4 separate regions of the Mus musculus genome follow, and regions 1, 3 and 4 are each linked to region 2. The links are chromatin contacts, called in public ChIA-PET and promoter capture Hi-C maps. All regions are on one chromosome and are shown on one strand. The core of a region is the stretch at or near the end of the contact, and the rest is flanking DNA. Distances in the headings are between cores, read along the strand shown.

Region 1 (6,432 bases), core at 1,258-3,757, 390 kb after region 2:
CCAGCAGGGCAGTATCAGTCAGGACCTACATGTGGTGAGGTGTTTTTGACCCATGGGGGAATTGCATGGGGCCTGAGGCTCTAACCATCAATGTGGAGCCAGAGTCTGCAGGGTGTAGTTGAAAAAGGAGAGGCAGTTGCAGGTGTGTCTGAGCTGGTGTCTCACCTCCAGAGGGAAAGCAGCCAGCTGTAGGCCCCACAATTGGGCAGAGGAATGAACGAGTAAACTGATACATTCCCCGAACTCCAGTGCAGAAGTTGGGGAGCTAGGAGGAAGCCACCGGCAAGGATGCATGCCTGCCAATCTTCCAAACCATAATGTTGCCCACCAACTCAACAGAAACTTTTAACCACTTAAAACTACTTATTCACTGAGGAGAGAACTTATTTACTCTCACCCAGCCATTGATGCATGTGTGTTCTTGTGCAGTGTCACCTCAAGACTCCGCTGTGACCCGAGTCAGCTTTGGAGAACTAAAGGCCAGCTAAGGGTCTGAGGGCTTGCTTTGGGGGAAGGACGTTCTGTGTTTTGCTTATTGTATTGTGAGATCCTGGGCAGTGGGAGGACTGTGTGGTGTTTGGTCCCCGGTGGAACTATCATCTTGTGAGATGTCCTGGGTTTGGATGAGGTGAAGAGGTCAAAGCATTATCCCCACCCAGATGATGGGGACTCCACAGCATATATTTCTGGAAATGGGACAGCTGTTAGAAATGGTTCTGTATGTGTTTCTTTGATGTTCTCTGATTCCTCTAAAATTTATGAAGGTCCCCATCTTTTAAGTGTGCCCTATGCCCCATGGTCTGGTGACATGTGTCACCGATGGACTGTCACCACTCACTCTTACCTCCTACAGCAGGACCGTTTAGTCAGGTACAGAGGATTTTAACCATGTTACATTCATAGTACAGAGAGGATTCTGTTGCTCTTGGTTGATGCTAACAAAGTTGCAAAGCATCGCCATCTAGAAGCCATGGGTCTTGTTTGTGTCTCTGTGTGGAACCAATGGTTCCTTGTGTCATTGTGAGCCCCTGTGCTCTGCTTGCCTGAGCCCAGATCCCTTTCGAGGTAGCCAGGTTCTAGCCCTTCTGGCAGTATTCCTGCTTGTTCCAGGCCTCATTGCTATGGGAAGAGCCAGTGTGGTGGCTGTTCCCAGACACTTCTAATGTCTTCAGCTGGCAGCACAGCTGGTGAACACCTGTGTAGGGGGCAAACTCCCAGGTGGTGAACACCTGTGAAGGGGGCAGACTCCCAGCTGGTGAGTCAAGAGTACAGGGCCAGGAGCCTCAAGCCCCACAGAATGAAGTACTCTGTTCCTGGGAAGAATTCCAACATCCAGAAAAGTGTCCTGTGAGTTCCAAAATTGCTTGTTGACTCACAAGTTTGGCCCAAATAGAACGGAGTGAAAGTTTTCATTTTGTTCTTTTATTACTGTGAAAAACACCAGGAGAGCCCCCAAACAAGGGTGCATTCACAGTGGGTCTACCATTTGTAGGTAGGGGAGAAGCTTTCGGTAGAAAGGCCTCTGCCCACCATTGGGATGAAGGGGGTGTGGGTGCTCTCCTACTTGGGGTTACATCCAGAAGGAGCCCCAAGAGGACACCAGCAACCCATGAGCAGAACAGACAGGCTGAGCCCATGCCTGGACACGCAGAGTCTTTGCTAGACAGAAGTGCTCAGAATGGATAATTTGTGTGCATAAAAGTGTCACAGTCCTGAATTGGGCTCCCATGACAAGGGAAGTAGGCAGAAGGGAAAAGCCACACTGCCTAGGAGATAATGAAATGGAGAAGATCCAGGCCAGGTAGAACTTGTTTATCCTGGGGGCATCAGGAACAGGGTTAAAAAGGAGGGTCTTCCTAGTTCCAGCCTGAGCTCTCTAAAACTCCAAGGTTTTTTGGTTTTGTTGTTTTTTTTTTTTTTGTTGTTTGTTTTCTTTTTTTCACTTCATGAGCCAGCTCATGACTACTGGGGCCTATTTCTTAGGAGGAGAAATAGCATCATGTGTTCCCACCATGGGCCTGGCTCTATGCATGTAAGGTAGGTATCTGGCCTTACAGCATGTGGGTTAGCCAGTGCTGAGCACTCAGAGGAGAAGCATGGGAATGTAGTTTCTGTGGCAAACTGCCTGCTTAGCATGTATAACGCCCTGGGGTTTAGCCTCGGAACCACATAAGCAGGGCAGAGTGGTACACTCTTAGAACCCCAGCCCTCAGAAGGTTGAGGCAGGAGGATCAGGAGTTCAAGGCCTTCCTGAAGAACAGGACACCCTGTCTTAAAAAAAGGGAAATACTGGCAGGTTTGTGGTTGGCAAGAGGCATATTGGTACGTGGCTTGGGCCCTCAGAAGTGAAAGGGGGTGGTCTAGGTGGGTTTTTGACATGAACAGCCAGGCTGAGGCAACCCTGTGAGGGCTGCCTGCCTTATTCTCAGACTCCCACGTAGTAGAAGTGTGAACCTATGTGGGCTGGGGGTGGAGTTGAGTGTCTGAGGTGCTGAGTGATCTTCTTAACTGGGGAGGTTGCTTCTAGAAGCGTCTTAAGTCATGTTGAACCAGAACTACTGTACGGTTAGAGCAGTCAAGCTGCCTGGTGGTATTTGAGGTCAAAGACTGAGCTGACTATTAGACTATTGTGGTCTAAAAGAGGAAGTCGTAAAAGACAGCCCGTAGAGGAGAGCAGTGTTGTTGGAAAGAGACTGGAGGAAAGTCTACCAAGATGCTGTCTATTCAGGTGTGAAGTTCCAGAGTGGGCACGGTAGCATCACCCCGGTGTGTGGCCTTTGGGTGCCTCCTTAAGCCACTTTGCCTAGTAGTGACCTGTATGGGTCTCTATAACTATGGGGCTTTGCCCAAAGCAGTAAAGCTGTACAGCCAAGTTGCTCTTGGCTTAGTGTTTCATAACACACTCAAAACTAGGGGCTTTACCCATATTTCTAAATTTATGTTCATTTTTCTTTTGAGACCAAAGCAATTCTTTGGGTAGAAGGACAATACAAGGTTTTGCATTTTGATATTTTATTTAAAACAGTCCATTACAGCAGATAGAAATGTTTATTTCCCTGAAAGCTCTTTTTCTTCTTCTGCTTCTATGGGAGGGTAGAGTCAGGAGTGGACCCCAGGGCCTTGCGCATACCAGACAAGTGCCGCCCTGTGGATCTGCACACCCCCAGCCCTCTCATATCTTCTTGACAGTATCAGTTCAAGGTTCTAGTCTTGTTCCAGCATGTTTGGTTACGGAAATGGTTCTGTAGCTTGCCTTTGGGAATATGTGTTCTTTTCTTTTCTTTTCTTTTCTTTTTTTCTTTTCTCTTCTTTTCTTTTCCTTTCTCAAATCCCCAAAGAAGAAAACACAATAGGAACATTGAAGTTAAAATAATCACTTTAAACTCTTTTTAAAATAACAGGTTAAGATAATAGGAACATTAAAGTATTGAATGTCAATCAATTCATTGTACTTTGGTGTCTCCACAAGGTCACACCCCTTTATGTCTGTTGCAAACTTTAGCCTGCACAGTAGCCTGTGAAACCAAAGGGGGACCATTTAGGTCTGAAAGGAGGCAGGTCCTGGCCTGCCTCTGTCACATGGGCATCTTCAAAGAAAACATTTTTCCAGTGGGGCTGCCTGGTAGATTCTGCTATATAATTTTAAATGATGGGCTCAATATCCTTGTTCTGAATTGTTGAGGAATGTGTGTTCCTCAACAGGGTAAAAAATAGTGATGGGGCGGAGCCAGTTTGTCAGGGGAACTGAACCGACTCCCTTAACTCTGGGCATTACCTAGGCCTGCTCTACAGAGAAAAGGACAGTTTGCCATGAGTTGCTGTGATGCATGTGTGTTGCTGGTGTTACAGGTAAACGGGGATGAGGCTGCAGTACAAACTCCGTTCTGTTTGTCCTGGATCTTGTTCTGTATACCTTTAATGCTGACACCCAGGTTGACTGTGTGAGACCCATCATGAGAATGTTATTTAAAGTTGTATTATAATGTCACCTCCAATAATTATTCAGTACTGTAGTAGCAATGTGTTATTTGTAAGAATTTGGTTATTTTTTATACTTATATCCACTCTAAGTCTGGCGTTCTAGTCAGCAAACAATGATACAATAAAATTAGTAAGATTCCCATTGGCTTTCTCTTACAACAAGCAAACGAGAGTGTAAGTGGTTTGGTTTTTTTGTTTGTTTGTTTATCAGTGCACCGTTTAAATAGTTGAAGTGAATAGTGGACTCTAAATGGCAAATGGAGGCAATGAGTCATCTCTCTGTCCTCAGTACCCCAAAGCAAAGAAACACACTGTTGATGAATGGGTGGGTGGATAGATGGATGGATGGATGGTTGGATAGATGGATGGTTGGATGGGTGGGTGGATGGGTGGGTGGGCAGGTGGCTGGATGGGTGGCTGGATGGATAGATGGGTGGGAGAGTGGGTGGGTGGGTGGGTAGGTGAATGAATGGACCTACCTAAGTGATAAAGACCTAACTCAGCTATAACACCATCCTGTCTCTAAATTGGAGAGCTAGATCAGGCACTGACTGCTACCTGTGCCCACTCCATGCCAACTCCTCTTGTCTTGGAGATGGGACAGTTAATAAGCATGTCTAAGAGTCTATGGGACTTTAAAACCAGTCCAGGAATCTTTCACATATGGTGGCCAAGGATGTGGTTATATAGCTAGATATATGTTCACCAATTTGTTCATTAGTTGCTTCCTTGGAAGCCTTTCATATATATATTTATTATACAATGTATAATATACAATGTTCTGCCTGCATGTCTGCCTGCACACCAGAAGGGGGAACCAGATCTCATTACAGATGGTTGTGAGTACTGGCTTCTGGGAATTAAACTCAGGACCTCTGGAAGAACAGCCAATACTCTTAACCTCTGAGCCATCTCTCCAGACTGCCTCTCATATACTTTTTAGGGGGAAAACCCTTCATACTAGTGGAATCCAATAACCACAGCTTAAGGCATGAGAGCATCTTGTCAACAGACTCAATTAGGCTGTAGCTCATCAAACAGTTCTGCTTTACTCTCCTTTCACTAACAGTGCACAACTGAGATCTCCACACACCCCCCCCCCCAGACAGAGTTTTACTGTATAGCCCTGGCTGTCCTGGAATTCACCCTGTAGACTAGGCTGGCCTTGAACTCAAAAATCTGCCTCCTCCCTCTGCCTCGTGAATGCTGGGATTAAAGGCATGTACCACCATTATCCAGCCCTTCTCCCCCTTTTTAATGCTAATATCCATTATATACTTCTGTACCAATTTGTTTAGCCATTGGTCAGTGGACACTTAGGTTATTTCTACATCTTGGCTTCTGAGACTAGATGGAAGCCTTTTGCTTCATCAGGTGGCCTGAACATTCAACCCACTTGGGCCTCCACCCTGGCTGAGCCTCTGCCCCAGGGTCTGGTTTGCTGGGAAGGAAAGTTCTTCAAGCATCCTAAGACTCAGCCTGAAGACTTCTGTACTTCCAGTCACTCATTTTCCAGTCTCTTGGGGAGCAAAGGCCAGATGGGTAGTGTAGTGATCACCCTCGGGCAGAGTCCTCCTGTGTTGGTAGGTGATAGCTATGGTACTCGCAGTGCTGATAATGGCATTGTGACATCATGCAGCTCTTGACAGAGTAAACAGAAACGAGATTAGAGAGATGGGGCAATACTGTCTGTGCTGACTTTTAGACTTTATATAGTCATTCCTCACGGACACTTGATATAAGACTTTCTTCTATACTTCTCTGCTGTTTCTTCCCAAATTACCATGACAGGCCCGAGTCTAACCCACTGTCTGAATCTGCCCCCCTCAACACAAAGGGACCAGTTAGCTCCGACTTTTAACTGGGGATGGACAGCAGAACAGTCTTGTCAGATATTCTATGCTAAGGGCTAGCCTCATAGCTAGGAAGCAGTTAAGCAAATATGGACTAGTGGGGGCATGAATTATGGTCACTTGTGCCTATAATCCTAGAGTTTAAGCAGAGGGGTGACGGCAAGTTTCTTAAGTAGCTAGCCTGGACAAACTGTGGTGCCTAGAAAGGGTTTGTCTCGGAGAAAGAGAGAGACATTTACTAGACATGTCTAACCTGTGGTCCATGGAGTACATACAGGATAGATATGAATGCAGCCCAACACATTTGTAGATGAAGCATTGTGTTCCAGTGGGGAATAATGTATGGAGTGTGGAATAACTATGCAATTGAGTATCACCAAAAAAAAAAAAAAATGTAAAGGAACAGACTACTATAATAGGGAGAGATGCGGGGGCTGGAGAGATGGCTCAGTGGTTAAAAGCACTGATTGCTCTTCCAGAGGAAGTTCAATTCCCAGCAACCACATGGTGACTCACAACCATCTGTAATGGGATCTGATGCCCTCTTCTGGAGTATCTGAAGACAGTGACAGTGTACTCATATAAATAAAATAAAAAA
Region 2 (5,867 bases), core at 68-2,567:
ATCTGAATTTGATGTCACTGCAGTTGCTAGAAGTTGCCAGAAGGCTGTCCTCCAGCTAACTGTCCCTTGCTCTAGCTTGTATCACGGTTTTGTTACAATTAGCATTCAGAATATGCACTGTCATCTTATTAAAATTTATATTTTTTTAGTGGAGAAGGTTCAAGTAGAGTTTATTGTGAGGCTGTGGGCTCATCCCTGCTTTTCTTAGTTAACTGTGTTTGAATTCAGCTGAACTTCTGAGCCTCAGCTACTTCAAAAGGCGTCGCGGTTTACTAAGGTTAACGCCTGAGGGAATATTAACCTTGCAGACAGTAATCTAATTCAGTGTCATCACAAGTGCATAATGCGGGAGTTTGGAGTTTGGCCAAAAAGCCTATTCAAATGAACATTCAAGGGGTGGGGAGGTGGGTGTGGACAAGGAGAGAATTCCAGAAATGGTTATGTAGATATTTTAATGTCCTTTCCCTCTCACCTCAAAGGTTATGTTTAAGTATTGCAGAGAGGTGCTAAAATAAAGCCTTGAGATTGTGAAACAGAAATCCTAACGAAGGTGCTCCATCTCTCAGGAAGTTCCCAATAACCCGATCGACATTCACTGGGCACATTAAGTTAGCTGACCTTGTACTACTGTGTGGGCACAAAGGTCATTAACTGTAAGCCCTCCCTTTGTATAGGCAACTAAAGGGCCTTGGTGTTAAATGAGGGCGCTCCTAAGAAACCAGGATTTAGTGAAGGTCGTCGAAGGGCTGCCAAAAGATGGCTCAACTAAGCAATCTTAGGTATGCAGAGATTATAACCAAGTCTTTGCTGACATGCAGACCGTGGTTTGGGCCAACGAAGTCCTGACTGGGATCTCTTGCTTTTTCTCGGTGCCCACATCCTGCATCGCGGTTTGCAGACTCCAACCAGGTTTTCTAGTTTCAAGGGTGCAGGGTAGCATCTTCCGGAAAAAGAGGAGAGGCTAGGTAAGAGAATAAAAGAAAGATCCAAGAAATCCTGGCTAAACCCTTCATCGACGTTCCCGCCCCTTCCACTTCCCAGGGCCTGGGCCGCTATTTAATCCCCATTTTTCACTTCTCGGGGTGCCAGGCACGCACCCAGCCTCAAGGGGAGGACGTCCCTCTCAGTGGCTTTCCCAGCTCCCATCAATTTCAAAGCGTTTTCCTCTCAGGCCCATCAGGGGGACCCCCAGAGCGGGGCCCAGCTTTCCCGGCCACGCCGCGCTGCTGACACGCAGGCGCCAGAATCAAAGCCACGCTTGGTCTCGCAGCCAGGTCTCCGCGCCAAGCGAGGGCCGGCGGCCCGGAGCGCTTCCTGTGTGCGATGCTTCCCATAATGCACCGCGCCGGCAGCGGCGGCGACCGCGGCGACGCTCTAGCCGCGCCATGTCTGCCTCTCGACTGCTCTGGGAGGAGGAAGAGAAGGAGGAAGAGGAGGAGGAGGAGGAGGGGGAGGAAGAGGAGAAAGGCGCAGGGGTGGGAGCTGTCGCCGGAGCTGCCACAGCAAAAGTTCTCTCCCCTCCCCCTCGCCCTCCTCGTCGGGCCCGTGGGAAGGTCGGAGCCGCCGCCGCCTGCAGTCAGTGACCGCGCGCCTCGGCGCCAGCCCCGCGGTAAACGCTCGGCCTGGCAGGCCTGGGCCCGGGAGGGCGGGGGAGGGGAGGGGGCGGCGCGCGGTCGGGGGGGGGGGAGCGCGGCGACGACGGTGTGACCCGCAGGAGCGGCGGGCCGGCCGGCCGGGGGGCGGCCCGGGAGGCGGCGGGCGCAGGCCGCGGGGAGCGCGGGGCTGGGGACGCGAGGATGGTGGGTCGGGGCTTGGAGAACGGAGAATGACGGGGGCGGCGGAGGCGAGAGAGCGGGCGGCCTCCGAGGCCTGCGGCCGGTGTCGGGTAGGAAGGTGGGATGCACGCGGGGAGGCCTCGGGGTGCCAGGCTGTGGGCGACGAGGCCGGCCAGACCCTGGGGTTCTCCGCCGTCTTGGTGCAGTGCTTTCTGCACCGCAGGCCTCGGTCGCCGCTGCTGCCTCGGTGTGCTCGTTGGCTGCAGGGAAGGGCAGGGGCTGGTGAAAAGGGGATTGCTTGCAGGAAGCCGAGTAGGAGTGCGAAAGGGGAGAAAGGGGCCGGAGGGGAAGATGCCGGATAGGTGGAGGAATGCCGGGGGTGGCTGTGGAGCAGTCTTGAGGATTCTGAGGGTGTTCATTGTGCAGATACGTTAGGTGTTTCATTATGGAAAGAACCGAAGCGTTTCCAAGGCAAGGGGAAGAAGGCTAGAGTAGTTTCTACGGATAGAAGGAAGAGCGTTTGAAGCCAGAGGAGTGCTAAATATTGGAAAAGAAGCAGAGAATGCATAATAGAATAGACAGATGTAGCATAATTATCAAATGCTGGCCCAAGGTCTAAAGAGTTATTCCAGATGGGCCAGAGTGGCCTAGTTCGGAACCTGTTTGGGCTCTTCAGTAGATGACATCCGGTAAGTGTGGGTCCCCGCTTGGTTGGGGGTCATTGAGAATTTAGTCACTTAGCCTGTAGATTGGTTTGAGACATTTTAGTGCCGCACTAGTGAACTGAAAAATCTTTGAAAGAGACCTTGAGAAACCGCCTGGCTTCTGGGCATTCTTGAGGCCACGGAGTTGAGAATTTTAGCAGATTTGGAGTATTGTCTGTTACCGGAGGGTGGATGAACACCGTCCTGGAAGACGGTGGAATAGGAATTAACGTGGCCTGGCGGTGTTCTTCTTCACTGCCTAGCTTATATGGTACCACCAGAAGAGCTGGTGCCGTATTTCAGCCTAGGTTGCAGGACATAGATTGTAATTGTCCGGGTCAAGAGTTGGTGCATTCTAGTCTGGTCTTTGAAGGCTCCATTTGTCTAGTTCTATACTTCGGGTTGGCGGGAGATCCTTTTCCATTCACAGTTCCGGGTGTACTCTTTCACGGAGGCATGATGTTATTAAAGAAAATAACATCTGCAAGCAAAATGTAGGCAGAGCATCTAGAATATCTGTTATCTTAGCTTATAAGGAGGTCAGGAGTGGTTGTAATGCCTAAGGAAATCTGAAGTGACAGGATGAGTCGAGGTCTCATGAGGAGGGACAGTCCCTATGTTAGGAAACCAAGTTCTGCACTCCCTGAATGCACAGTAGACCACATTTTTCAAGAAGGAACACTGGGTGAGAACAGAGTCTTGTCCTTTTTGTTTTGTTTTGCTTTTTTTTTTTGAGACAGGGTTTCTCTGTAGTTCTGGCTGTTCTGGAACTTGCTGTTGTATACCAGGCTGGCCCGGAACTCAGAAATCCACCTTCCTGTGCCTCCTTAAAGGCACAGCCCGGCTAGAACAATGTGTTAAATTCTATTTGGATAGTGGTCACCTTTTGTTATTAAGAGAAATTACATAATGTGTTGTGGTATCATTTCAACTGAAGGGAAGACGAGTATGTTAAATGTGACAGATCTTTTTCATGGCAGTTGAAGGAAAAGAGAATAATGGGGAGGATGGGGTAACATTCGGGAGAGGGGAAGGAAACTCAGGTATATTCATTCCTTTTTCTTTCATTATAATTTTTCTTATAGAAATAACTGGATTTTTTTATTTTTAAAAAAACTTGGAAATTTTCCGGTTAGTGCATTTAGATTTGCTCACTTTTAAAAAGATTTTTTTTTTTTTTTTTTTGGTTTTTCAAGACAGGGTTTCTCTGTATAGCCCTGGCTGTCCTGGAACTCACTTTGTAGACCAGGCTGGCCTCGAACTTAGAAATCCACCTGCCTCTGCCTCCCAAGTGCTGGGAGCAAAGGTGTGCGCCACCACGCCCAGCTAAGATCTTATTTTTATTTATGCATATGTATTTGTCTATGTGAACATATGCCATGGATGTGAGGGTAACCAAGGAGGTTAGAAGAGAATGTTGGATCCTCGGGAGCTGGGATGACAAGCATTTTTGAACTGACTGATGTGGGTGCTGGAAACTGAACTTGGGTCCTTTGGAAGAGCAGGACGCACTCTTATTAGCTGCTTCTTTGGCCATTTTAAAAAAGGGCTTACTTGACATGATGCACCCATTTTTACTGTCATGGTGTTCGTGGCTCAGTTTCCCTCTGCTGCACTGGTATTGTGTATTGTCATTTCTTTTACTACTGAGTGCCAAATACAGTATGTTGTGTTTCTTATGCAAATAATATGAATATATGTAATTTTAAAAAACTGTCCTGAAGGGACTAACAATGAAAAGCAATGAAACAGGGGTTCATTGCAGTTTTGCTTTCATAGACTGCTGCCTGCTGTGCCCTGCAAGCCCCCCCCCCCCCTTTCTGAGACAGGGTCTCACTGTGTAGCTCTGTCTGAGGAGGGACTGGCTTTGTAGGCCAGGCTGGCCTCAAACTCAACAGAGATCCGCTTGCCTCTGCCTCCCAGGTGCTGGGATCACGGGCCCACATCACCGTGTCCAGTGAGCTTTTGTGTTGGTGTTCTGAGACAGGTTTCTGTCACCCAGGCTGGCCCCTTAAGTATGTAGGAAAGATGACCCTGACTGTCTGAACCTTTGCCTCTTTGATTTCTGGCATTACAGGTGTGAATTCCACAACTAGTTTCTGCAGTGCTGGGAACTGAACTGGGGACCAAGTTTTTTTTTTTTTTTTTTTTTTAATGTTTAATTATCTTATGTATATAAGTACACTGTAGCTGTCTTCAGACACAGCAGAAGAGGGCGTCAGATCTCATTACAGATGGTTGTGAGCCACCATGTGGTTGCTAGGAATTATACTCAGGACCTCTGGAAGAGCACTCAGTGCTCTTAACCACTGAGCCATCTCTCCAGCCCTCTCCTTTTTTTTTTTTTTTTTTTTTTTTTTTTTTTTTTTTTTTTTTTTTTAAAACAGGGTTTTTCTGTGTAGCCCTGGCTGTCCTGGAACTCATTATGTAGATCAGGCCAGCCTGGAATGAGTGCTGGACTGAAAGGCCTCGTTGAACCCAAGACTTTTTTGCATGTTGGGTAAGCACTACAACTGAGCTACAACTCCAGCCCTTTTTTCTTAACCATATTCTTACCTTCCACCTTAAGAGAATGAACACATAGCAGGAGGTGGAGTGCACCTTTAAGCCTAGCATTTGGGAGGCAGAGGCAGGCAGACCTCTGTGAGTTGGAGGCCAGCCTGGTTTGCTGAGTTAGTTTCAGGACAGTCAAGGCTAAACCAGGGCTCAGTTACAGAGAGAAACCTTGTTTTATGAAAAAAACAAAAAAAACAAAAAAAACCGTAAAATCACACTTCATATAAAATAATGGGTTACTGCATGGCATTTTCATATGTGTATATAATCACTTTGATCACATTGATCTCTCTGCTGCCTTATCTTATACTCTCCCCCACATTTGTCCTCTACCACAGGCTGCCAGTTCTAAGCATTAATTTTTCTGTAGTTCATGTTTTTCTCTGGCTCTCCCAAGCGGTTGGTAGGTCTTTATCATCTCTGGTCTTTGTTTTATGGAAGAATCCCACCATGCTCTGCTCCATCATTTCTCTCTTCACCAAAATGATGTCATCACTTTGGATCATGACTACAGAAGTCAGCTTTCCCTGAGTGAAATGGATGAATGTCATTGATGTCTTTTATTATTCATCCTCCATTCTGCTCTTCAGTTATTTTTGTGTATTAGATGATATACCTTGATATTAAAAATTTTATTTTTAAGTTTAGCTTTTATTTACATTTTAGAAATTATTGCATGTGTGTGGTCATGTGTGCAGCAAGGTGAGTGTGTGCGGAGGTCAGAGGAGAGCTTTAGGAGTTAGTTTTTCTCCTCAACCTTTATGTAGGTTCCAGGGGTTGAACTCAGGTCCTCAGGTTCGCCAGCATCATTAAGCAGCGAAGCACATTTACC
Region 3 (5,859 bases), core at 988-3,487, 320 kb before region 2:
GCCACCAACGCCCAGCTTCAGATTTATTTTTGATTCTTTAATTTCTTCTATTATTCTCACTTATATATTAAATTAAATATTTCTGCCCTGCTCTATCAGAGAACAGAATTTACTGTAACTTGACTTAGAGAAATCGAGTTTGGGCTGACAAGATGGCTAAGCGGTTAAAAGCAATCAGTGCTCTTCCAGAGGGTCCTGAGTTCAAATTCCAGCAATCATATGGTAGCTCACAACCATTTGTAATGAGATCTGACACCCTCTTCTGGTGTGTCAGAAGAGGCCATCCTTGGCTCAATACAGGGAGTTTGGGGCCAGCCTAAGCTACATGAGACTTTGTCCTTCTTGTTAATGGCTTTAAAAAAAAATGTGTATGTGCCTGCTTGTCTCTATGTGCACTGTGTGCATACAGCAGATTTCCTAGCGCTGAAGTTATAGGTAATTGTGAGTCCCTGATGTAGATGCTGGGAACTGAACTGAAGACCTCTTTAAAAACAGTGTATGCCCTTAAACATTGAGACATTTCTCTAGTCCCTGTCTCAAAACAAAACAACAACAATAACAATAACAAGTTGCATGTAAAATCTAGCTCTAGAGTCTGAGGCCATCTTCCGACCTCTGAAAGCACACACATAAACAGGTTTTTAAAAAGGAAGTCTTGCTGGGCGGTGGTGGCTCACGCATTTAATCCCAGCACTCGGGAGGGAGAGGCAGGCGGATTTCTGAATTTGAGGCCAGCCTGGTCTACAGAGTGAGTTCCAGGACAGCCAGGGTTATACAGAGAAACCCTGTCTTGAAAAACCAAAAAAAAAAAAAAAAAAAAAAAAAAAAAAAAAAAAAAAAAAGGAAAAGAAAGGAAGTCTTGACCTTTTAACATACCACATGTCTAATCTGCTTGTTGTCTTGTTTTTTTTTTTTTTTTTTTTTTGCGAGGAGTGAGGGAGCAAGGATGAGATTTCTTACTCTGTAGCTCAGGATATCTGTGTACACATAATGTACCTCTTACTGACCTAAAACAGAGCAATCTTCATACTTCAACCTTCTAAGTGCAAGGATTACAGACACCAGAGCCAACATGCCATCCTTGCTCCCTCATGTAGGCTGCAAGAGGGCAGACGTTTTAGTCTGTTTACTCTGGTGCCCTACAAGCCTACAGCATTCTTGGTAGTGGTAGTCATTCAATAAATTACTCTCTGATTAAATGAATGGATCCATCAGTTCGCCTTAATTAATGCACAAGTTAGGAACTGTAAATCTGAGTCTATTAAATTTATCTGTGGGCTGGTGAGATGGCTCAGTGGGTAAGAGCACCTGACTGCTCTTCCGAAGGTTCAGAGTTCAAATCCCAGCAACCACATGGAGCCATAACGAGATCTAGCTCCCTCTTCTGGAGTGTCTGAAGACAGATATAGTGTACTTACATATAATAAATAAATGAATTTTAAAAAATTTATCTGCATCCGACAAGTCAGGGAAAGGATGGAAGGATATCTTCTATCTCTCACTTCCTCACATCGTCTCCCTTTTTTTCAGATGGGGTCTCATGTAGCTCAGGCTGACTGGCACTCCCTATGTAGCAGAGGATGGTCTTTTAAGTCCTATTCACCTGCTCGCACAGCTAGAATACTGGGGTTACAAGCAAGCACCGGGACCGCGGTTTGCCTCATGGATGTTTGTTGCTGTTAAGATGGGGCCTTGCTATGTAACTTAGCCTAGCCTCGAATTTGTGATGTGATCCTCCTACCTCAGTCTCCGGAATAAATGCTGAGGTTAACGGGCAACGGCTACCACACCCTGTTTGTTAAATTAAAGATGGGAAAAAATAAAAGAACAAATCAAGAGAAACTCCTGCCTTCATGCTCCAGGTTTTTCTCTCCTATATGGTAGGATCCCAGTCTCCATTCTAGGAAGAGGAGAAAACACTTAACTTTTCCTTACCTCTCTACCAGCCCAGCTGGAGGCGGGAACCAAACTAATCGGTAGCTATGGCAACGCGTCGCGCAAGCTCTTTTTTTTTTTTAAGTAGGACCCCTGATTCTTTCTTAGTCGACTACGATTTTGCCTTTCCTTGTTCCTAAATAATACGTGTTGCCGCTTACAAAGACGAAAGGGCAGGAGGGAAAGAATTTAAAGTTCTTGAGCGCGGCTTGGCTGAGTCGAGCCTCTCTCTCTGTCTCTGACCTTTGCTTTCTGGCGCAGTGTGAGCGGCCTAAGCGCGGAGAGGGGCGGGGCGTGCGTCCCACAAGGCCGCGCGGCGGGGCTTGCCTTCCTCTTTCCGCCATCTTGGCGCCTGTGGAGGTGAGGGGGGTTCCTGCTGCTGAGCTTTGGGGCCCGATTGCTGGGGTGCGTTTAGTTTCATCCCTCACCGAGACAACCTGGCGTCTCGGAGAACCCGACCGCCAGAGGTTTCTGGGGATTCCAGGAGGATGGAGGGCGGGATGGAGGCGATGACGGGCTGATGGTGTGGAGGCCCCGGCCGGGGGAGGAGAGCTCGCTGGTCTCGGTCGATCTCCGGCTCGGGAGGAGAGAATGGGTGCATTTCCCCCGGTCTTACTGGCCCGGGGAGCGGTGGTCCCTGGGAGCTGGGTTCCCCGCACAGAGCCGGATCTCGCCTGTGTTAGCTGCTTTCTGTACTGATGGAGGCATGAGCTCGCCTCCGGGTTCCTTTTGGGGTTTGAGAAGTTAAGTCTCGGGTGAGTCGCCTTCCCACCCGGCCTTTGCCCACGATTCCGAGTCGTTCGTTGTCATTGGTTGTCGGAGCCCTGAGTATTTTGCCAGGCTCTGCCTCTATAGGGGGCAGGGCGTAGGTAAGAGGTCCCCATCCTTGGGACGCCGACTGAAGCCATCTCTCGCGCCGGGAAATAGTGACAGGTGGGATGCGTGCTGCATGACTCTCGGTTGAGCTCTCGGTTTTGTTTTTCAGGCCTGCTGGGAACAGGACTTCTAACAGCAAGTATGTCTGGAAGGTACGCGATCTCACAATAGTCGTTTTCTCCATTTCTGTTTCGTTCTATTAAACGCGAAGCTAAAGTTCAGTGTAATGCGGGAGGGGAACGAGAGGTCTGCTGTAGATAGCTGGAGTAGGAATTGCTACAAAGCAAATCATGGTGGCTTGCTAAAAGATACATGAAAAGTTGTAACGGGGTAGTCATCATGTCTTTCTTAACGTTGTCTTAGGCTGTGGTGCAAGGCCATTTTTGCTGGCTACAAGCGAGGTCTCCGGAACCAAAGAGAGCACACGGCTCTTCTTAAAATTGAAGGCGTTTATGCCCGAGATGAAACGGAGTTCTACTTAGGCAAGAGATGTGCTTATGTGTATAAGGCAAAAAAGTAAGTATGCTCCCATGCCTTTTAATTTTTGGTTGACTAATCTCGTTTTTTCTACTGAAAAGGTAGGGGTGTTAGTGAGAAATTGGTGTGGTTGAGTCTTCCTAGACACGTGAAGAGCTTAGAGGAAATTAGAGAGGGATCTTTTTGTCGGTGGTATGGACTATATAGGCACCATTGGTTCGTAGTACAAGTGTAGAAGTTCCCTGTGTTAAGTCCCTAACATGGTTAAAAACAAAGATTACAGCTCTTAGTACCTTTCATTTTCCTTTGAAAGGGTTTATATAGTACTTTTCAATGTATCTTGATTTGTTTTAGTTACTAAAAATGACAATTACTAGAATAGATTGTTCTTGTTATTGTACAATTTATTTGCTCCCACATCTATATTGAGTTAGGTGATTCTGCTCTGCTCTGTGAACAAACAGTCTATTGCACCCTGACTTAGAACAATTGAGGTTACATTTGGAAAAACTAGTTGAAAAATTAGTTAATTTTTTATGTGCATTGGTGTTTGCTTGTTTGTATAGCTGTGAGGGTGCCAGATTCCCTGGACCTGGATATTTGTGTGTATGTGTGCGTGCGCGCGCGCGCGCGCGCGCGCGCGCTTGTGTGCTTGTTTTAAGCTGGGTTCTATATTGGTTCTCTGGTCCCTCTTTTCCTACTGGGAATTGAACATAAGGCCATACAGAAATTGGCCCTTGTGTGCACTGTCAGGGCATGCGTATGTGTGTGAGTCCTGCATGCCCTTAGTCCCAGCATTCAGGAGGCAGACCTGAGTGAGGTCTGTAGCTGAGGCTCAGCCTGGTTGAGACCTCAGTCGTTTGCTTCATGCCATCATTCTCAGTCTCTGATAGCCTGTGCTTTCAGGTCCTCGTTTTCAGCTTTTATCCTGAGTAGGTGTCATTGCTGTGTCTTTCCACATTTACTCTTAATGGTTTTAGTACACAGATTCTTCTGACTATCCTGGAAATAGGCTTTATGTATATGAATTGTTGAATGAATATTGTTCCCCCCAATTTCTCAAGGTGTTCTGTGTGGAGAGTAGAGGTGGGAGCCTGGACCCTAGGAAATAACTGAGTTAGTGTCATGTTTATGTCCGTGTTGGAGCTCATGCCGCTTATGTCTTTAAAAACCAGCAATACAGTGACTCCTGGAGGTAAACCAAACAAAACCAGAGTGATCTGGGGAAAGGTAACTCGGGCCCACGGAAACAGCGGTATGGTTCGTGCCAAATTCCGAAGCAACCTTCCTGCAAAGGCCATTGGACACAGAATCCGTGTGGTGAGTGCCAATAGCAAAATAAATGGCTCTTTTGATACTTACTACCTACCTCAAGACTTGTGAGTGTAAAAGTCCAGAGTATAAACCAGTTCTGTGAATTGGTGACTGACTTAAGTGGAAAAAAACAGAACTGGCAGGGTGAAGCAGGCGAGGGTGGCCCGCAAATGAATAGCATTTAAGTTTCATTATCACTAAAGCAACCTGGGAGGAGAAATACTTTGGACAGGATTTATTTGTGTCTTTGTGCCAAAGTCTTATGGTGTGCCCCCGGTTGTCCTGGAACTTGTTATGTACACAAGGCTCATATTTGACTATGGCAGGTTCTCACAAAGTTGTCAAGGCTGGTCTTGAACTTAAGTCCTGCCTCAGCCTTCTAAGTAGGTGGGATTTCAGGCCAATGCTACCTAGCTCATCTTATGTCGTGCCTTGTTTGGGGGGCATGTTATGGTTTGTTATGTCTACCATCTCAGTCCTGCCAGACTAGACAGTGACTTTATCCTGTACATGGGAAGCATGCTCATACCATGTTTCAGGACTTTGGCCCACGGGGGCATGCTATGTTGAGATTTTTGTCATACTTTCGCTTGGGTCCATTTATAGTGTACTCTAATGGTGGGAATGTTGGGCGCCACCATACCCCACTCGACAACTTGCATTTTAGGGCTGTCATTTATGTGGGCATACATGGCACAAGAGTGTATGAAAGTCAGAGGGCAATTTGTAGGAGTCAGCTATTCTGCTGTGGCATTTGCAAGAATCAAACTCCATGTGGTCAGGCTTGGTGGCAAGTGCCTGTATCCACTAAGCCATTTCACTTGAGTATTTTTGTTTAGTTTTGATTGCTTTGATTTGGGGCTAGGGTTCATAGGTCAGTTCGGAGTCCTGATTATAGTTAGCATTCATGACCCTTGGTCTTGGGTACCAGGGGGGAAAAGTGCTGGTTCCTGAGGCTGGGAGGTGGCTCAGTTGGAAAAACTGAGGTTTTTTTCCCCCAGCAGCCACATAAAGACAGGCACAGCAGTATCATGTCTGTAATTTGAGCCCTTGGGAAATGGGAGAATCTGTGGGGCAGTCAGTGAGAGAGAGACCGTTCCATCTCAAGAATGTACGTGTCACTGTAGATGACCATGTACAAAATGAGTATTACATAAGGTCAGATGCTGTGCAAATGCCTCCTTACTATCAGGATAAAGCCACCAGGTGCATTTTGGGATGAGTAATACGGTAATGTGATATTTATTATTCACCTAA
Region 4 (6,228 bases), core at 2,237-4,736, 260 kb after region 2:
TTAATGACAGGGTCTCTCTGTATAGCCTTGGCTATTCTGGAACTCACTCTTAGACCAGGCTGGCCTCAAACTCATATCTTCCTGCCTCTGCCTCCCAAGTGCCGCCACCACCCATCTTCTTGGACCTTGTGGTTTAAGTTCTTCATCAAATCCAAGAACATGTTGGCCATTATTTCAAGTGTTGTCTCCAGTGCTGAGTTTTTCCTTAGAAGCCCTGCCCCAGGCCTTTGGTCCCTGTCATCGTCCCAAAGATCACTGGGACTTCTTTCTTTGTATTAGTTCTGCTCATCTGTCTTTGAGGTTGAGGGTTTTCCATTCTTTTCAGTTTGCTGGTAAGCCCATCTAGCAAGCTTTCATCCCATCACTATCTTCTTAGCTGGAAGTCTTACTCTCTCCTCTGGTATGGCTTATACTTCCCTATTGATGGCTCCTATTTTTAAAGCCATTGCTATCATGGTCCCTAAGCCACTGACACTCTACTTTCCTTATTGCTCTGCATGTGTTTAGAAGGAGTGCTCTGAAGTCTGTGTTAAATCTAACATGTATGTTCACTCCTAGTTTCCTTCACTTGATTATTATTTTCTGTAAGAATAGGTTATAGTTTTCTGTTTCTTTGCATGTCTTATAATCTTGAGTTGAAAACCAGACAATGTATATGATATTTTATAGCAGTTCTCGGTTCTGATAAACTCTTATAAGTTTTTGTATGCTATATGTATCTTATAAGTTCATGTTTGTCTAAGTAAAACTGTGGAGTTGAACTGTGGGATGAGTCTCCCCTGCAGTGTGTGTGGCTGATATCTTTAGTTGGCTTTATATTTTAGTCTTAATTTTTGCCTTTTGAAGCCTGCCCCACCACCAGAAGATAGCCAAGTCTACATCCTCCCACTAGCAAAGTGAAGAAGTGATGGATTGCCCTATTTATTTCTACTCTGCTCACCATATTTAGCTTGCAAAGTTAGCTTTTCTCCCTGATCCAAGTTGCCTTGTCCCCTCTGCAAGTTTGCAACTGGTAGGAAGGCCCAGCAATTGTTTTTGTTTGTTTTTAAATGTTTTAAATTTATTCTTTGATAATTTCATATGTGTACACACTACATCTCGATCATACCTGGGAGTTTTCTGTTTGGTTTTTTATTTTCTTTGGAACTTGGGATTGAACTCAGGGCCCTGTGTATCCTAGGCGAGCACTCTGCCACTCAACAACAGCCTCAGAATTGTTTTTCCTTTCTTTTATGTATATGAGTGCACTGTTGCCCTCTTCAGACACACCAGAAGAGGGCATCGGATCCCATTACAGATTGTGAGCTACCATGTGGTTGCTGGGAATTGAACTCAGAACCTCTGGAAGAGCAGTCGGTGCTCTTAACTGCTGAGCCATCTCTCCAGCCCTGCTTTTACCTTTTATTTTGAGTCAGGGTCACACTAAATTGCTCATGTTGCCTTTGATCTTAAAATCCTCCTGCTTTGGTTTCCTGAGAATATGTGACTACATTCCTGTTATACTTCTGGGCCCTACACTCCAGCAGCTTTTGAAAAATAAATGCTTTTCAGTTAATTTCCCTATTTGGTATGTTTCTGAAGTCCCGAGGTAGTTGTTTTTAAAACAAACACGTGCGCGTGCATGCACACACTCACACACACACACACACACAGAATTTTACACTTACTTTGGGGAGGAAGACTCATGGTCTCTTCCTCTCACCATAGCTGAAAGTCCCTCTGGTTCTCTGATCATGAAGAGCAACCTTTGAAGATTTAACCAGAATTAGAAAATTGTATAATTGTCCTGATTTAGAAAATCTGTTTGGGGAATTGTGTATCAGGAAAACGACCCAACCCAAACAGCAAACCAAAAACTGTGTTCTCCATTGTTATGGTGACATTGCTTGTATTGATGACAAATTAGAAAGAAATGTTCAACATTTGGAAAGTGATTAAGCCAACTGTAATATCAATGTGATTGGAATATCTTGTGGATTTTAAACATAATTCTGTGCAACATAAATCTTTGGTTTCTATGCTACTTAGTAAAGGGACTCCAGCCAAGCCTGAGCACAGCAGACATAGCTCTGGCAGGCCTTGCTCCTCTTCCCTATCCCTTTGCTTAAAACCATTAGATTACATTCCTAGAGCTAGCCACCAAGGTCCATTTTCTTATTTGGCCACTTCCTCTACCTGAGGCTGACTACCAAGGTCCAGCTATCAAAGTATTGAAGTCCAGCAATCAAAAGCCCCCTTCGTCTCACCTAATTAGCATGCCCAATTAAAATTAAACGTCATCCTAATACAGGGTTTTCCCCTTTATCTTTATAAAAGGCCATTTTATGGGCCACATCTGTCTTCTCTATCCAGACATAGTCCTTGTGTCCTTCTCCTCTGACAAATTTCCCTTCCCCTCTTCCTTGTTCCCTTCCCTTTCTCCCTTGTCCTCTGTCTCCTGTCTTCAGCTCTTATTCCCTGCCTTTTGTCCCTCTGGGGCAAATAAATCTCCATTGCGCTGAGAATTTAGTTTTGGGGTGTCCTAAGCTGATATCAACCCTTCAACCTAGGATTCTCTTTACATACTCCGATAAAGATACAGGGGTGGGGTGTGGAAGTGTATTCTTATTAATAGAATGCTTGCTTGTCCTAACAAGGCCCTGGATTCGATCTCCAGCATCACAAAAAGAAGGAGGATGAAAGGGAGAAAAGGAATGAATGTTCAGAGATGGTTTAGTAGAAATTCTAAGTAATTTCTATATAAGTTCTTAAGTTTGTAACTAAAAAATGGATACAATTGTGTTGATTTCCCCATGCTTAGAATGTTAGTGTGTGTATGAATTTCATGAACATGAAAGGTTGTAGACATGCCACTAGATTTTAAGTCAATAATATGTGCTGTTTATTGGTTTGCTATTATTTACCTGAACAATACACTACTTGGCTCACTTCTTGCTTTCCAACTGTAGACTTGATAACGTAGAGCTGCCTTCCTGGTCTTGCTGCCACAGGGCACTATCCTTCTCCTCCTCATGTATTTGGAATCCTCCCCCAACATGCACATCTACGCATACTTCCTTTAGGAACAATATAGATGCTTCTTTTGGGCTTGTTATAAAGTGTCCTGATAATCCCATAGCAAGCTGAAGTGGTAGAAAAATACATGGAACACACCCAACTGACTGAACACTGCCTTAGCACTGCAGGCCTGTTAAATGTCTGTTGTTTCCTTTTATGATCATGGGGCTGTGTGGATACTCTGGGACACTGTCTTATGAAGAGAGTGGTAATGATCAAAATGAAGTGCAGTTTCTCCTGAATGCATATTCTCCCCTGCACCTTTGACAAGTAGTTAAATCTAAGTTGCACCATCCAGAGTTAGGCACCAATTATGTAATTGAGCTTATACAAGATCGAGTGTTGGGAAAGAGAGCCTAACATCTGATAAATCTCAGAGAGGCAGAAAGATACATCCCTGGCCAATAGTGTTTCCTCTAAATCAAAAAAGGAAGCTGTATTTTATTAAGCCTGTGATTGAAAAGAATGACTCATGCAACGACATGTTAAAATTGCACATTGTAAGTCATAGCACTCATAACAGAATTCCTTCTACAGTAATTCTGCCAGGCATGGTGGCTCATTCCTGAGTCTCGGCACTCTGGGGGCTGAGGCAAGGGGATTTTGACAGCCTGGCCTTCACAGCTAGAGTCTATCTCAAAAGAAAAAAGACAGTTGAACCATCATCCATTCAAACCAGTGGTAAATCTTGACAGATTTTGTTTAAATCCACAGTTAGGAGATTTATTAAGTATTTCTTACTCACAAACTCTTAAATGCCTGGAGATTTTAAAAGGGCAATTCACCATTCACATACAGATTCAGAACTTTGAGTATTATAACTCAGTAAGCACACGATGAAATCAAATGAGTTTCGAGACCATGAAGATGTCTTTGGGGGGGGGTGAATGGCTCATTTGTTCAGCCCCATGTATGGGGTGTCTGCATTCTGTGGAGCATTTTCAGTGCTGGAAGAGCATGCTTGGCAGGAACAGGAAGGGCTTTGGTGGGGCTTTCATTCCTGAGGGGGAGGAAATGCATGGTTGGCAAACATACACTGCACTGTAAGTGATAAATATGATAAAGAATTTTTAAAAAACCAGACAATAGGACGTAGACTGGGTCTATATTAGTTACTTTACACACTGATGAGGAAAGAATACCTCAGAAGAACAACTTAGGGAAGAAAGGGTTTGTTCTGGCTTACAGTTCAAGGGTAGAGTCCACCACAGTGGCAGGAGCTTGAAGAGGCAGCTAGTCATATCCATCCAGAGTCAGGAAGCAGAGAGGGGTAGGTGACTGTTCTCAGCTTTTGCATTTTCTTTTTCTTTTATTTTTTTCTTTTCCTTTATTGGATACTTTCTTTATTTACATTTCAAATGTTATCCCCTTTCCTGGTTTCCCCTCTGGAAACCCCTTATCCCATCCCCCCTCCCCCTGCTTCTATGAGGGTGTACCCCCATCTTCCCACCTATTCTGACTCCCTGCCCTGGCATTCCCCTACACTGGGGCATCAAGCCTTCCCAGGACCAAGGGCCTCTCCTCCCATTGATGCCTGACAAGGCCATCCTCAGCTATACATGCAGCTGGAGCCATGTGTACTCTTTTTGGTTGGTGGTTTACTCCCTAGAAGCTCTGGGGTGGGGGGACTGGTTGGTTGATATTGTTGTTCTTCCTATGGGGTTACAAACCCCTTCAGCTCCTTCAGTTCTTTCTCGATCTCCTTCATTGGTGACCTCATGCTCAGTCCAATGGTTGGCTGTGAGCATCTGCCTCTGTATTTGTCAGGCTCTGGCAGAGCCTCTCAGGAGACAGCTATATCAGGCTCCTGTCAGCAAGCACGTCTTGGCATCTGCAGTAGTGTCTGGGTTTGGTGACTATATATGGGATGGATTCCCAGGTGGGGCAGTCTCTAGATGGCCTTTCCTTCAGTATCTGTTCTACACGTTGTCTCCATATTTCCTCTTGTGAGTATTTTGTTCACCCTTCTAAAGAAGCACTGAAGTATACACACTTCTGTCTTCCTTCATCTTGAGCTTCATGTGGTCTGTAAATTGTATCTTAGGTATTCCAAGCTTTTGGGCTAATATCTACTTATCAGTGAGTGCATACCATGTGTGGCTTTTTGTGATTGGGTTACCTCACTCAGGATGATATTTTCTAGTTCCATCCATTTGCCTAAGAATTTCATGAAGTCATTGTTTTTAATAGCTGAGCAGTTCTCCATTGTATAAATGCACCACATTTTCTGTATCCATTCCTCTGTTGAAGGACATCTGGGCTCTTTTCAGCTTCTGGCTATTATAAATAAGGTTGCTACGAACGTAGTGGAACATATGTCCTTGTTATATATTGGAGCATCTTCTGGGTATATGCCCAGGAGTGGTATAGCTGGGTCTTCAGGTAGTACTGTGTCCAATTTTCTGAGGAAACTCGAGACTGATTTCCAGAGTGGTTGTACCAGCTTGTTTGCAATCCCACCAACAATGGAGAAGTGTTCCTCTTTCTCCACATCTTTGCCAGCATCTGCTCTCACCTGAGTTTTTGATCTTAGCCATTCTGACTGGTGTGAGGTGGAATCTCAGAGTTGTTTTGATTTACATTTCCCTGATGACTAAAGGTGTTGAACATTTCTTTAGGTGCTTCTCAGCCATTCGATATTCCTCAGTTGAGAATTCTTTGTTTTAGCTCTCTACCCCATTATTTAATAGGGTTATTTGATTCTCTGGAGTCTAACTTTTTGAGTTCTTTTTATATATTGGAGATTAGCCTTCTATCAAATGTAGGATTGGTAAAGATCTTTTCCTAATATGTTGGTTGCCTTTTTTTTTCTTGTCCTATTGACAGTGTCCTTTGCTTTACAGAAGCTTTGCAATTTTATGAGGTTCCATTTGGTCTAGCATTCAAACTCAAAGAATGCCACCATTCTCTTTTAGGGTGGGTCTTCCTATGTTAATTAACCTAACCCTGATGATCCCTGACAGGAAAGTCTAGAAGCTTGCCTCCTTACTCAGAGAAGGGCAAGAGATAGATAACCAGGAAGATGGTAAAAGCTACAACAGTAAAGGGCAAAGTGTCAGACTTTCTGTTACTGTTAACAAATCCCCAAGGACAGTGAGTTAAAGAGAAGGCTCAGTTGCTTTACTTTTTAGTGGTGTCACTAAAGTGGCTTTCGCTATCATTGTTGGGCTC

The links. Promoter capture Hi-C pulls out the DNA fragments that hold promoters and counts their contacts. ChIA-PET counts read pairs in DNA pulled down with a chosen protein or histone mark. Capture Hi-C pulls out chosen DNA fragments and counts their contacts.
Region 1: a contact with region 2 is called in an RNA polymerase II ChIA-PET map of memory CD8 T cells, with 21 read pairs. The contact joins the enhancer-like site here to the promoter of 1700007L15Rik in region 2. A contact is called at or near these places in 1 of 39 promoter capture datasets (liver), 1 of 484 Hi-C or Micro-C datasets (embryonic stem cells), 16 of 115 datasets of contacts at active chromatin or transcription factors (the 230-238 cell line, craniofacial prominence, embryonic basal ganglia and 9 more) and 3 of 9 other capture datasets (adipose tissue, liver and pancreatic islet).
Region 3: a contact with region 2 is called in a promoter capture Hi-C map of adipose tissue. The contact joins the promoter of Rpl35a here to the promoter of 1700007L15Rik in region 2. A contact is called at or near these places in 1 of 39 promoter capture datasets (erythroid cells), 1 of 115 datasets of contacts at active chromatin or transcription factors (effector CD8 T cells) and 2 of 9 other capture datasets (adipose tissue and pancreatic islet).
Region 4: a promoter capture Hi-C map of hippocampal neurons shows a contact between it and region 2, with 2.7 times the contacts expected there. The contact joins the enhancer-like site here to the promoter of 1700007L15Rik in region 2. A contact is called at or near these places in 2 of 39 promoter capture datasets (the 3T3-L1 cell line and hippocampal neurons), 1 of 115 datasets of contacts at active chromatin or transcription factors (embryonic basal ganglia) and 1 of 9 other capture datasets (liver).

The regions. Positions count from the first base shown.
Region 1 is chr16:33,767,429-33,773,860 of GRCm38.p6, forward strand. It overlaps Heg1 (heart development protein with EGF-like domains 1), which reads left to right. Exons shown (of 15, transcript NM_175256.5): 15 at 1-767. Among named protein-coding and RNA genes, the nearest start is that of Muc13, 24 kb to the right of the region's middle. Within about 2 kb of position 2,508, at least 105 of the 459 cell types and tissues checked have an H3K27ac peak or open chromatin away from gene starts, as enhancers often do. A contact at or near this core is called in the 230-238 cell line, adipose tissue and memory CD8 T cells, where this site is marked.
Region 2 is chr16:33,379,419-33,385,285 of GRCm38.p6, forward strand. It overlaps 1700007L15Rik (RIKEN cDNA 1700007L15 gene), which reads right to left and starts at 1,318. Exons shown (of 2, transcript NR_045709.1): 1 at 1,098-1,318; 2 at 436-961. Zfp148 (zinc finger protein 148) reads left to right here and starts at 1,357. Exons shown (of 9, transcript NM_011749.4): 1 at 1,357-1,609.
Region 3 is chr16:33,054,216-33,060,074 of GRCm38.p6, forward strand. Rpl35a (ribosomal protein L35A) reads left to right here and starts at 2,238. Exons shown (of 5, transcript NM_001130485.1): 1 at 2,238-2,295; 2 at 2,921-2,963; 3 at 3,175-3,327; 4 at 4,464-4,608. The coding sequence starts at 2,953. It overlaps Iqcg (IQ motif containing G), which reads right to left and starts at 1,971. Exons shown (of 11, transcript NM_178378.3): 1 at 1,936-1,971.
Region 4 is chr16:33,638,510-33,644,737 of GRCm38.p6, forward strand. The region is part of intron 9 of Slc12a8 (solute carrier family 12 (potassium/chloride transporters), member 8); the gene reads left to right. Among named protein-coding and RNA genes, the nearest start is that of Heg1, 43 kb to the right of the region's middle. Within about 2 kb of position 3,487, at least 26 of the 459 cell types and tissues checked have an H3K27ac peak or open chromatin away from gene starts, as enhancers often do. A contact at or near this core is called in hippocampal neurons, where this site is marked.